Linked DNA regions of Mus musculus: region 1 is linked to region 2. A link is a contact called in public promoter capture Hi-C data. All regions are on one chromosome and are shown on one strand. The core of a region is the stretch at or near the end of the contact, and the rest is flanking DNA. Distances in the headings are between cores, read along the strand shown.

Evidence for each region. Capture Hi-C pulls out chosen DNA fragments and counts their contacts.
Region 1: a contact with region 2 is called in a promoter capture Hi-C map of liver. The contact joins two enhancer-like sites. A contact is called at or near these places in 6 of 39 promoter capture datasets (the 3T3-L1 cell line, 3T3-L1-derived adipocytes, liver and 2 more), 1 of 15 datasets of contacts at CTCF or cohesin (the NIH/3T3 cell line), 4 of 484 Hi-C or Micro-C datasets (bone marrow-derived macrophages, differentiating embryonic stem cells, liver and 1 more), 1 of 115 datasets of contacts at active chromatin or transcription factors (SST interneurons) and 4 of 9 other capture datasets (adipose tissue, embryonic stem cells, liver and 1 more).

Annotation. Positions count from the first base shown.
Region 1 is chr1:92,143,318-92,150,225 of GRCm38.p6, reverse strand. Hdac4 (histone deacetylase 4) reads left to right here. Exons shown (of 27, transcript NM_207225.2): 2 at 1,732-1,970. The coding sequence starts at 1,949. Among named protein-coding and RNA genes, the nearest start is that of Hdac4, 34 kb to the left of the region's middle. Within about 2 kb of position 4,900, at least 53 of the 459 cell types and tissues checked have an H3K27ac peak or open chromatin away from gene starts, as enhancers often do. A contact at or near this core is called in liver, where this site is marked.
Region 2 is chr1:91,985,523-91,992,119 of GRCm38.p6, reverse strand. It overlaps Hdac4 (histone deacetylase 4), which reads left to right. Exons shown (of 27, transcript NM_207225.2): 8 at 506-637; 9 at 4,463-4,575. Among named protein-coding and RNA genes, the nearest start is that of Gm46242, 110 kb to the right of the region's middle. Within about 2 kb of position 3,644, at least 20 of the 459 cell types and tissues checked have an H3K27ac peak or open chromatin away from gene starts, as enhancers often do. A contact at or near this core is called in liver, where this site is marked.

The DNA of each region.
Region 1 (6,908 bases), core at 3,651-6,150, 160 kb before region 2:
CTAAGAAAAGACATGGTAGCATGTAGGCAGAAGAAAAATGATAGTCAGCTAAACCCAGCCCCAAAAGTTACATAGACAGGAACTCTGGAGAAGGTAGCCTTAGGATATTCCATGGTGCCAAGGAAACAGTGTTACAGGGTAAGTGGTTGTGGCCTGAGACTTTTATACCTAGCTAAGCTGTAGCTGTGTGCAGGATGGATACAAAGTTACACAAGAGCCACAGGGTTTGCAGAATTGTGCCACCTGAACTCTTTTCAGGAAGTGAGTGGTGTCCTGACCGAGAGCAGTACAGGTTCTGAACCTGAGGATAAGAGTCATGGTGTTATTGAGTGCAGATCAGTTGACATAAAGGTGAGGGTCACAGAATTGTAGGCAATAACATAAAGCTGGAAAACACCTTGAACAACCCACCTTTAGAGAACAGCTCTTGATGTGACGAGCTGATTAGTTGCAAGCAGCTAGGGAAGATAGTTGACTTGCTTAATAAAATGATTTGTAGGCTGTGCATGGTAGTGGATGCCTTTAATTCCAGCACCCAGGAGACAGGCAGGTCAGTCTCTTTGAGTTCAGGACCAGTTTGGTGTATACAGTGAGACATCCCCCCCCCCCCCCCCCCCCCGCAACAAAACCAAACCAAACAAAACCAAAAGGATTCATCACATTCTTAAAGGAAGAGATGAAATAGATGCCTCAGTAGTCAGGTAGTCTTAGGTTGACATTCATTGGCTTGTCTGAAGTTACTGGGTTGTAGAAAATCTGGAGAACCTATTCACTCCATGGGTCTTGTATCACCAGGGCTTTTGATGGTTCCTTGACACCTGCAGCCTTCCCAAACCTTGTGTAGGTCAGGGAATCTTCCAAAGGATTTACTAAGTGATGTGGAGTGACCTTCAAGAGCGGCTGCTGTGGTTGGGCAGTGGTTCTATGGGCAAAATGCAGAGCTAGATAAGGACTACAGGAGATCTGCATTTGAATGTTGCCAGGCACCTGCCTCTTGGGAGGGGCTACCCCAGATAGCTTTCAGATCTTCTGCATGGCTATGCATTCCTTAAAAACCTGGAAAAGTGTAGTTATAAAAGATGGGCACATGGGTGATGATTTATGACACTCAAGTGGGAGAGCAGAATTTGAACTAAATTTTATGCTGGCAGCTGTGTGGGTGCTTCTCAATGAAAAGGTGAGGCAGGACAGTGGTATTTTTTCTGTGTATTTCACAAAATAGTGCAGCTTGAAACATCTCTGTGTCACTGGCAGGATTCTCCTATACTACTTCCTCCCAAAAGCTGATGATGGGGAAGTTTCTGGAAGGGTGGTTGATATCTCTAAGTCAGACTTTTAACTGAGGTTGATTTTGGCTCCCCACACCCTGAGACATTTCTGGCTATCATGATGGGGGGTGCTACTAGCATCTTATTGGGCAGAGGTCAGGGATACTGCTGGCTTATCTTGTCATGAGTGCACTGCCTTTATAGCCCAGCCACTAGGTAACTAGTCTATGATGTCAGCAGTGCAGCGGTGAAGAGAGTTAACCAGCTTTGTTTTGTTTTTTCCTCACATGACATGCAACAAACCACAGTGGTTCATGTTGATCAAAATGGCTTAGTATGAATTGCTTTTTCCAGTCCCTGGGTTTGTAAAGAAAGAGAAGAGTGAAAACCAGAGCCTATTTCCTTAGTTAGGTAGTGGTGTTCACATCCCAACTGAGGGCTCCTTTCTTCTCTGACCATGCAGGTTCATCTCTGCAAGGCCAGGTGACAACGTTTGCTCTTCTCGTGGATTACTTGGTTTACAAGACGCTGCCAGTGAGACTTCAAGTTTACGCAGCTGGGACCCGGGCCTCCTCAATTTTGTTCCTGCATGTGCTGGTGGAAATTTGGAGTGTGTTGGAGCCACTGTTTACCTGGACATCTTGAGCCATTTTGAACTTAAGGCACTGACGCTGCTAGCAATGAGCTCCCAAAGCCATCCAGGTAAGGCCTGCAACTTCTGTCACTAGCATTCTTTTTTACAGATGTGTGCTACTGTCCCTCCAGCCTGCTTGTTCCCTTTCAGATTTTGCTTTCCTGTGGCAGTTGCTGTGGGTTTGCAGCATCAGCAGGTGCTCAGAAACTGGATTCTTGTCTTCTGGTTCAAAGGACTGATATAGACCTCCCAGGGGTTCAGAGGATGCCCTGGCTTTGTCTGCCCACTCCAGTGGCAGGGAGTTTCCTTGATGCCAGGAAAAAGAATTTTGAGTAGGTGATGGGTAAATACCACAGGTAACTTGCAGAGTGAGGTTCCTGTCAGGGTAAGTGAGGAACAGAGCTGCTGTGCTGACCCTGGCTGGGATGAAACCTTGGTTCTGCACAGCCTTTCCAGTGTCCTTCGTTTGCTTTCTTTGGAGCCATATTAAGCATTTCACAAGTCTTTCTGCTTCTCAACAGCCCATTTGGAACTGCTGGGACAAAAGATTCATCCAAGGTCACAGAGCCAGAACAGGATTAGAAACTGCATGCTTGGGCCTTTAAAAGGGAAATACATATGGGACTTGGCCTTAGAAAGTAGCAAAGCATGAACCAGGTTAAATATAGAGGGCCCTGTCTGGCCCACCTTAAGGTGTGGGTCTCCTGGAGAAGGTTTGGCTGTTTTTGGCTACTTCTGGTGCATTTTTAGTCTCTAGGACTTGAGGTGTAGGAACTGTCCTGAGTACACACAGGAGGCTGGATAGATGCTTGGATGGATGCTTGAGGCTTTGTCAGCTGCCTCTGAGCCTGTTCTACTGGATAGAGGCAGAGGCTTAGGGTCTAGGCCGTTCACTCCAGGACTGCCTGAAACATAGTGGTAGCACATACTTTTCTGGGCATCATTGCTTTATCTGAGAGCTTCAGAGGGCAGAGATCTAGGTTTTATTTAGGTAGGAAGGTTTTATTGATTCAGTTGTTCATGTATTGATTGTTGTAAAGAAATGGTTTTTGGTTGATTGCAGGAAAAATTTAAGCTGTATAGACTGAAATGTAAAGTAGATACTCATATGAAGGTATGCCTCCTGCTCTGCAGTGAGATGGAGGTGTGTATTCCCTGTGTGAACATGCAGAGAGATACATGTGCCCACATCCAAGGTGACATTACACAATTACTGTGAATATATTATGAACTGTACTACAAGTATCCCCACTTCTGCTAATTTCTGAGAAGCTAAAGCTGGGCCAGCAGACACACAGGTTTAAAATGTCTCTTGGGTGACTATGAATTGTTTCAGAATGTGTCTAACTGAACTTCGTAATTGCAGTGTGTAGGGAGGCGTAGTTTCCTACCTTTTTACCACGTTGGCACTGGGCAGAAACTGTTTTATTTCAGCTAGCATGCTGGAGAAAATGACTATGTTCTCTTTGCTGTTTAAGTGGTGCACATACTCTGTGACCTGACACAGATGCAATCGGATCTTGTAAACAGTCCCTAAGCATTTCAGGAAAAGCATGCTCTTAAGTTGTTGGTCTGAAGAAGTATATCTTAGTACTGTATTTAAAAATCTCACATACGCGTGACCTAGTTCTGTTCAAGAATATCTGTACCTTCTCTCTACATGTTACATATCTATTAACTCAATTACGTTTTTATGCCAGGATGGCCTCTATCCTTTGCTTGATTTCTGAGAAAAGTTAAATTTTCTATTGTAGTTATAATTGGTATAGTCTTTTAATATTATTAATCATTTTCTCTATATATTTTAATGTTTCCCTCCAGTGCTTAATTAAAAATTAATGGCTATTCTTTTGGTTAATGAGGTCTCTCACCAGAGTACATTGTTTATTTTGTTCTGTAAAACACTTGCCTGTTTCTGGCTAGTGGGTCTTGTCCTGTCTACTTATCTGTGAGTTTCCCCAGCCATCCTCTTCAAGCCTTATCCTCATAAATGGGGACAGCTGGATTCTGACTTTTCTCCCCAGAGTCTTTGCCCTTCATGTGGGAAATTTTACTCATTATTGTTCACTTCTTTCTGTCTGTCTGACTCTCTTTTTTTCTGTCTGTCTCTCCCTCCCTACCTTCCCTCTTTCTTTCCTTTGTTGAGTACTAGACTTGGGGTTCCTTGCCTACCAGACAAATGCTCTACCACTGAGCTGCACCCCCAGCCCCTCTGCTTGTTTGTCTTTGAGCTTCTGGGTGGCTCTTTCCCTCATGCCAGGTTGTGTGCCTCTGTGTCTTCTTGCAGCAGGTCAGATAGAGCTGCCTTGTGCCGAGATCATTCTTTTCCTCAGAATGCTTGCATTAACTGTGACTGGGCTGTTGTTCAGGGCCTGGAGCTTGCTGAGACTCCTGCCTTTCCAGCCCTCTGGTCTTCTACAGATTGTATTCTAGAACCATATAACAGGTGCCTTCCACATGGCTTACCACAGCTCTGAATGACCAAGAGGGAAGCTGGCTGTGTGCCTAGGCCATAGGTCCTTACTGGTGACATTTAGACTTGCTTGATGGCCCTGTGGTTTCAGATGAGTCCTCTGGGCTTTCTCTATTGTTAGACATTGCTTTGAATGCTTTGAATCCTTCCACAGTTTATTTATATTTTGAATTTAGTGGATTTCAGGAAGAGAATGAGTAGTCAATTAACTAATTCATTGATTTATAATAAAGGGGAGTTTTAATATTGGGAATTTGAGCCTGAAGTCTTGCACAGGTTAATTAAAGCATCTTCCACAGAACTCCCAACCTTCAGCTTGCTGTCTGGAACAGGAAACTTCAGACTATGTTGGGACAAAGCTAAGGAACCAGGATAGTCATGCTGGTCCTTGTCACTAAGTTGTAGTTCCCTGTCTTCCTTCCTCTGTGACCCCAGTGTCTTCCCTCTGGCCCCATGCCCTAGCCTGCCTGGCTCACTCTTGCCTGCTCCTGTGTGGCCTGGCGCAGCGCTGGTGGCACATCAGGCCCTGGTGGAGCTCTGTGGCCTTTGGGTCCTCTCACATTGGCAGGGCAGCTTGGCTTTGCCCTGGTGATGAAGTGGCCTTTTTATTTGCTGTGTATAACTCCTCTCTCCTCTGTTTTCCTTTAAACTCCCTGTGGTGCTGGGTGAGGCTTGCGTTATGATTTTATTGCTCTTCTTTCTGGACTTTGCTAGAGCCAGGCCCTGGCTCTCTGACGTAAAAGCCTCCTAACTGTTGGGATTTATTGCTCTAAATAACTGTTTCCAGTACTGTGAGCAGCCCGAGGAAAGGGCTTGGGTTGGTTCAGCTTGTGAGGACTCTGTGGAAAGAGGCTCTGAATGGTGCTGCTGGTCTCATCCTGCACTGAAGCCCTCACTGTTGAGATGTGCCCAGGCAGGCTGTGGTGAGCTCAGCTCTTAGACCTCTGCCTGTGCGGCAGGTCCCCTGGAAATAGCAGTGGGAGGACAGATGGGGCTGCTGGGAGAATGAGCAGCCTTTCTTTCTTCCCTGTCCCTTTTCCCTCCCAGTAATTGCTGTCTTACTTGGTGTTATAGTGCATCTAGATACTGGTAACCGGCTGGCTACCATGAGACCCTGGTCCTGTCACCTGATCACTCACTCATCTGACACGACACTGATCATCAGTGTATTTGAACTTCTTGGGGAAGGTCTCTGCTTAGAGAAAGTAGATATCCTCAAGGAGGCATTTGTGCCGCCTTAGCTGACGGCCTTAGGTAGGAAGCCCATCAGAGCCAGGATCCTTCTTTCTTTCTTTCTGTTCTTCTATCGCTGGATCTCAGTGAGAGGCCTGGCTAGTGTCGGGTTACAAATAAAGTAACCATGTTGAGGGAAGCCTGTGGAATCCAAGATCAGTGCTTTAATTTGGGTCATTCTCTGGTTTAATAATATTCTGTATGTTTGAAACATCGTGGGTTGTTCTCTGAGTCTCCAGGAAGAGGCCTTCTGCCCCTTGGCCTAGGCTGAGCTGAGATCCTCCAGCTCTGTGCTTTAAGTCCTTCCCCCTTCCCCCCAACCCCCACAGAGTCTCTCTCTGAAGTTCTGACTGGCCTTGAATTCACTAGGATCTGCCTACTTCTTTCCTCTGAGTGCTGGGATTAAAGTTGCATGTCTGGTCCTACCCTTACTTGTATGGTCTTGAGTCTTATTTATTTTAACCAGTTTGGTTGCCAAGGTTATTATATAGTAATGAAGATATTAAATGGTAATGAAATTATATCATAAAAGAATGTTTTTATAACTTTTACATTGTGCTCTGCAATGTATATGTTTCAGGGATACTTGCCCAGTAGGATAGGGAATGAATTTTGTGGGCTGTGGTGCATACAGATGTAGATTCTGGGCAGCTGGTAGCAAGTGACTTGCAAAGTCTGAGTGAGGCCTGGTGTAAGAGACCACTGTAGACCATAGTGATGTCAGACAGGTATGTAGGCAGTTAGGGCTAGCCAGCCAACAGGAGGCCTAGGAGTGTCAGTAAGGAGATAGATAGCCTTGTGTAGCATAGTCAGCCAGAGAGGAGCAGCTTCATGCAGATCAGGGAGGGAACAGAAGGGGACACCAGGAGGTAGCCACTCTGAACTTTTAGACAGTGGGGAGCGAGACTGAGCTGGCCAAGGTCATGGAGAAGTGAGCGTTTCTTTTGAGCATACATCAAGTTCTCTGGAAAAGGACATGAGATACCTCAGACAGTGGGACAGAGTTGGGTGGGGGTGTGTTAAGCCTGGGAGTGCTTCAGTCTGCTTTCTGAAGGAAAGGCTTCCAGAATGCTTGCTTCCTGTGCTTCGTGCTGCCTCCTGCCCAGCTCCTAGCACACGCATCTTGCTGGCATCTTCCCAGCCACCACCCCACTAGCATGCGCAGCTCTCAAGTTGTCACCACCCTGGCTTCTCCATGCCGTGATTATCTGAAATCTTAATCAGTCAAGATTTGTTCTGGAAATCATGTAGACATAAGGACTTATTTTTCAACCTTTCTTTTTTTCAATCTTCAAATTGT
Region 2 (6,597 bases), core at 2,395-4,894:
ATTGCCCTTCACAGAAGCTGCTGGGGTCTGAAACTGTTGTCTGCTTCAGGATTGTGAGATGCAGGTATCTTCAGGTGAACAAGGAGGCCAGTAATTTAGAAGCTGTGATGATGTCACAGGTGACAGACAGCCTTGAAAGCTCTCCTCAGGTTTCAAGGCATCACTACTCTAAAATTACAGATGAATTGTTTAGGAGACCATTATTTAAGAGGCATCCTCATTGAGTGACTGTCATGCTTCAGTAGGTTCTTGCTATGTCCAGTAAATCAGTGACACTATGGTAATGTCCTCAGGGTAGAATGGAAGCACACCTATTGCCCTGGCAGCCACCCACTGCATCCACTAATGGGGCTAACAGGAGCTTGTACCCACTGACAGAGGAGCCCTGCCTTCCAGTCCATACTTAAGTGGAGATTTACCAGCTGTGCATATTTTAAACCACCAGTGTGATGCCCTTGACCCCAGCTGTGTCTGCCTGGCTATAACAACATCTCCTTCCATACAGCTTCTGAACCTAACCTGAAATTACGCTCAAGGCTTAAGCAGAAAGTAGCTGAGAGACGGAGCAGCCCCCTGTTGCGCAGGAAAGATGGCCCTGTGGCCACTGCTCTAAAAAAGCGACCCCTGGATGTTACAGGTATGTCAGGGAGCAGGTAAGCCTCCGACCCTAACACACACCCTGCACTGTGACACCTCTAACAATGTGTCTCAGCTCAACCCAATTCCCTATGCTGTCCTGCTGAGTGGTGATGCACATGCCAGGTCCAGCCACTTAGAAATGTGGGGCTTGAGTGGCTGGCTAGGTCCTATTCCATGACTCAGTTCCCTCAGAGGGCTGCCATTGGGCCCAAGTGAGAGAGCTATCTGCCTGGCATTCAGAGATTTTCTGAAGGTAGGTTTAAAACAGCTCCTCCCTTTAGTGATGATGGCATGTTTCTGCCTACTTTCTGCTGCCCACAGACATAGTGGGGCCTTTGAGCTTCCATATTGTTCCCCACTAACGTGGCTGGCTAATCAGAGTAAGGGCAGCTAGTTCCACTTCAGTGACCACACTGATCCTGGCCCCACCTGCTGGTGGACAAGCAGCGGGATACAGCCCTTCTCACCGGAGGAAGCTCCTCTCAGCACCTCCGTCTTAGGTTAAGTGTTCACCTCAGCCAGGGCTCACACCAGCACCTAGAATCTTACCATCTAGGAAAAAGGAAGCTGTTCAGAGCTGACCTGAAGAGAGTTCCCTAGCCTTGAACATGCTGTTGGAAGGTCACGGTTCTGGTTGTTGGTCTATAAGTGGCACCTGTCTAGTTGGTCCAGTCTGTTTCAGTGACTGTGCTGATGTCCAGGGGAAAACAAAAGGGCTCCTGTGCCCAAGTCCTTCAGAGCAAGTACCCAAGTCTCATATACCTGCCCTCAGGACAGAGGGCTCTGCGGCCTTCTAGGCACAGGGCCGGTGAGTCCTCCTCATTCAAGGACTTGCTTGTAGATCTTGGATCTGTGCAAAGAAGATCCTGACACTTGTGTAGCTTATCACAGCCTTCCTTTTCATGCAGTTCTCTCCTGCTTACTCTATTAGAGACACCTTACCTAAAAAACACAAAGAAGCATTGGTACCCTTAGAACTCATGTTTATCATGGTTTTAATCTGTCCTCTGCTTGTACTATTAGAAACATCTAGGGAAACCCAAGAAGCATTACAATCCATACTCACTCTCCATCACTGGGAATTTAGTTGGGAATTTTAGGGGCATGTGAGTAGAAGCTGCTCACACTGCTGTGCAGCCTGGCTGCCTGTGGCAGTACCTGGTGTGAGCCACTCCTTGCTTATACCTAGGTTATGCACTCTCACTGGCAAGATCATTCATAAGACAGAGTCTCTGTCAGGCTCCTCTGAGTGCCACACACCCCCAATGACTGCTGTTTCTTCATTCCCATTGAGAGTCATGTGAGAAGAAGGTGCCTGCCCTCTGCTTTCTGAGTAAAGCATGACCCAAGGGAGATGGCCTGAGGGGTCAGCATGGTAGTGCGGGTCAGGGCTGACTATGTTAGGTGGGAGTCTTCATGAAAGCCTTGGGCAGGCTTGAAGTGTATTAGAATCACTTGTCTGCTCTGTAAACTTGTGGAGAAGGTGGCCTCGGAGCTACAGCTTGATGGATAAGTGAAATTGGGAGCCAGACTGTGCTACTCAGGTCACTGTAGCCACCTGGACACTTGTGACAGAATGGCGCTTCAGATAGAGCTGTTTTCAGGCAGCAGAGAGAAAGGGACTCTAGCTAGGGTTGCTCCAAGAAGAGCAAGGGAGCAGCAAAGATCCTTGAGCAGAAAAGGCCTGCACCCTGCGTGGAGGGCCAGGGGCCACGGCAGGTTAGCATACCACTCTTCCCAGCTGGGATGAAGTTCATGCTGGCTGAAGAGCATGAAGAAGAACCTGTGCCACATGGAATCAAGGTTCACACTCAGTCTGCTTCCTGTCATCCTTACCAGTATGTGATGTGTTCACACCACAGTTGAGGATGGGCCTCCTACTGTACAACCGCCTATCTTCCTCAGGCGCACGCCTTTAACCCTAGCACTCGGGAGGCAGAGGCAGGAGGATTTCTGAGTTCAAGGCCAGCCTGGTCTACAGAGTTCCAGGACAGCCAGGGCTACACAGAAAAACCCTGTCTCAAAAAACCAAAAAACAAAACAAAACAAAAGAAAAACCAAAATAACTGTTGCAGGTACTTTCTGACATCCTCTTTTGCTAATGCAAATAACAGAAGGCCATGATTGTGTGCATTTCCATAGACCGGATTCCTAGAAACAGAATGAATCTAAAATATAGTTTGTTTAAAGTGAAAAACTATAAATCATACCCACATTTTTCTTGCCCTACAGAGCAGCATGTAGGTAAGAATGTTTATCTGCATACTTAGCAGGAGTTTGTGTCTAAGGAGGACTTGCTTGGTTCTGCTGTGCAAAGACAGGCTGCAGCAGAAGAGAGCATAGTCCAAGGTAGGGCATGGTAGCTGCTGTTGGCAGTGTGACTTCAAGAGCAGAGCGTGGACTCTGAGCAAAGTACATGTGTACAGAAGTAAAATGGAAATGCCTCTTCACTCCAGTAGGATCTGGAGCTCCCCTCTGGCAAAATTCAGGGAAATACAATTTCACCTGTGTAGTAACCTGGTTGGCATTTGGAAGAGAGGGATGGATCCTGTGCTCATGGTCAGTGTCTGGCAGGGTATGTGCAAGCATTGTTTACAGGCTTCTAGAGTGGAGAGGTAGGGTGTAGGCAGCTACTAGAGAATGAGAAGTGGCCTCAGGGGACTGGTAAGTGACGCAGTCCACAGAGGACCAAGCCTTCTTCGTCTGCCAAGATAGATGTCAGGTTGTCTTTGCCTTGGCGTACTTCTGTGCAGGGCAGGCGATGCCCTGGGCACAGCTTCCTGGTCAGTGAGTGCTGTGAAATGATGTCTCATCACAACTCATAGAGGCAAGCTTCTGCGCTCTCTGAAGGGCTGCAAGCTTGTTTGCTCCAGTCCTCCATCTTCCCATCCTCTGTCTTGCAGGGCTATACTTACAGACAGTGTTCTGAATCAGCTCTGCAGCTGAGGAGCCCTGTTAGCTGGGTGCATGAGTGGCTGTGCTCTGTTAAGCAAGGGTGTCCTTGAACCCCTTCAGTGGCCTGCTGTGTCCAGGGCTAGGGCTAGAGTTTGATCTCAGAGTGCTATTGCTACTACCTGGACTGTTTCAGGAAAGTAGTTAATGTGTGTGTTTGTGAAGTGTTAACCAGATAATGCCATTGTCAAAATGCCCCTGAGCCAGACTTCAAAAGCTCAGCATCTGCCCCTGAACATAGAGAGGCGCTACCCAGGCTGTTGTGATAGGAGATAGCTGCAGCCAGCCCATGGGTGTAAGGAACTGTGTGCCCAGCCCACCAATCAGGGTCAAGCCCAACACATTCAAATGTTAATATTTCAAATCACATTTGTAAGCTGCAGAAGCCACTGCCTGTTTCCTGAATGCTACTTTGTTCATAGTAAAGTAAGTGGGTTGCATGTAAACTGAGCAGTTTCCGTAGGTTGCTTGAGTTCAAACTTGTTTTTACAGACACAATGAATTTGACCTTTCGAAGCTAAAAAAAAAAACAAAAACCAAAACCCACTGGGCCTTTGTATTCACTTGTCTTTTGTTCAAATATAAATAAGTGTTTAAGAGCTTACCTTTATGATATTTCAAACTATCTTGAAATGGAAAAGAACTGTGAACAGGTAACATGCACACCCTGAAAGGATCAACCGTGCATCCACAGAGCTTCATCACTGGGAGGCTCATGGGAGGTTAGCAGCAAAGCTGAGACTGAGGGCATGGTGTTAGCATCCCTGCGTTGAAACACTGGTATCAGGCTAGCAGGCAGAAACCCCGGGAGGCAGTAGGGCTCTCTGAGTCTACCCAATGCCCATCCTCAACTGCTTTCTCTCATCTACAGACTCCGCATGCAGCAGCGCCCCTGGCTCCGGTCCCAGCTCTCCAAATAGCAGCTCTGGCAACGTCAGCACTGAGAATGGCATCGCACCCACTGTGCCCAGCGCTCCAGCTGAGGTGGGTCAGCACAGACTCATATAGGCCAAGCACCCCACATACCTGCCTTGTACCTGCCTTGTGCCTGACAGTCCAGTGAAGACCAAAACATAGGAGTACTCTGGGAAGGGCCTTCCATGTGTCATTCCCTATTGTCCTCATCATGGTCCTCTGAAACATGAGGACCTCAGATCCCATAATATTTGGGAGCTCCCAATCTGCCTTTTTCTTGCTCTTTCTCCAAGTGTGTCACAGAAGCAGATGTCATCATACACACTGTGCGTTAAGGCACATGGGGCAAGCAACAGCCATGTGAGAGCGGTTGTGGAGTGAAAAGGACATTTGAGAGATACACAGATTATAACAGCCAAGAATCAAGGGTTAGGGAAGTGAATGTTACTGGTGGACACTAATGTGGGAGAAAGGAGCAGAAAAGAGAAGACAGGTCCAACATGACTCCAGAACATGGTCCCATCACACTCACTACATACTTCCCCGAGCAACATGCCTGGCCCAGGATGCAGCAGCAGCAGCAGCAGCAGAGGAGGCTGCTCTCCAAGTTCCCCTGTAGATAGGGAAGATGAGCTCTGACCAGGCTGTGAAGGAAACACAGGAGAACTCAGACTGCCCCAATGGTGTTGCTGCTACAGGCCAGGATGTGGGAGAACACCCAGAAACAGCTCCTTGGGTTGAGCCAGTATTGTTATCTGTTGTGTGTGAGCGCAGTGAGCAGGAAACTTCTTGGGAGCTGCTGTCTGTCAGCTTTCAGGAACCTGTGATTAGTAACAGTGACTGAGTTCCTTCTTTAGCATTGAGAAATGAGTCTTGCCCTTCCAAAGAGCTGATAGGCTCAGGTGAAGATACACAGGCACAGTGCTTTCTTCGTGTCAGGTTTCTAACCCCTTTATGTCTGGAAAGTTAGAAATGAGGGTCACTGCAAGAAGTGACGTTCACTCCATTGTGCTTGGTTCCTTTTACTTTATACTTATATTTTTCTCATCATTGGTGTTCTTTAACCTTCCAACTTAGCACTTTCTTAGGTTGTTACAAGTTTTAACAGCCCTTCTGCAGGACTAAGCTTTTATAGCTGAAACCTACCTGTAATTAGCCTCAGCGTACAACCAGAAAACTGTTTCCTGCCCTAGGATGTTAACTGTGCTTCCCTCTTGTTGGTCATGGGCCCAGATAAATCTGTGATGTGGGCATTTAGATGTATAACAGCTCCTTGTTTGGGTGGAGCATCACTTTTGTGGTTCTAAGTTGTGTGCTCATCTTTATAAAGCCCAAATATGCAAATTGAGCTGCCACAAATCAATAAAGCATCCAGAGCGTCCCCAAGACCAGTAAGGTTGCTGGCATTTCTCAGACAGTCATTGTCACAGGCAGAGCTGGTGTTTGAGTCCTGGGTCACATGTGGACATACCTTTTGAATTTCACATTCTAGAATTGGATGAACTTGTGCCTGAGGGCTGCTCATGTGTTAGCTATTCATGGTAGTGTCCCTGGGGAACCCCAGCAGTGTCCCAAAAGCCTGAAGTGCTGGTAGTTAACACACCTCTTATTACAAACTGCACATGCTCACACTCCTGCAGAGTATGCAATGTCTGACCACTGGCCCAGGCTCACTGAGGAACCCCAACACTCCCAGGAAGCTCCTGCACTAATTTTATACCAAGCTGTAACCTAATCCTAACCCTAGCTCTGCCACCAATAGTAACCCTAAGCCTAACCTCTGCTCCAACCCCAAGAAGAACACTAACTCTAGTGACAAACCTACCCTAAATGTACCTCTAACACTGACCTTAGAAGTAACACCAGTAATGACAGAATAATAACCTCTAATAAACAGAAATAACGGCTAGCATGATTATCAGGGCAGTCCCTGACCTCTGTGTGTTGATATGTACAAGTCCCTGTGTTCTTTTAGCTATGACTTGCAGCAAGGTGGAAGCCACATACTCTGCTGCCATCAGACTGCTTAAATGACCCTGTGGCTGACTTCATGTGCTTGGGAGCCATTTTCTTAGGGCTGTTTCTTCCCAC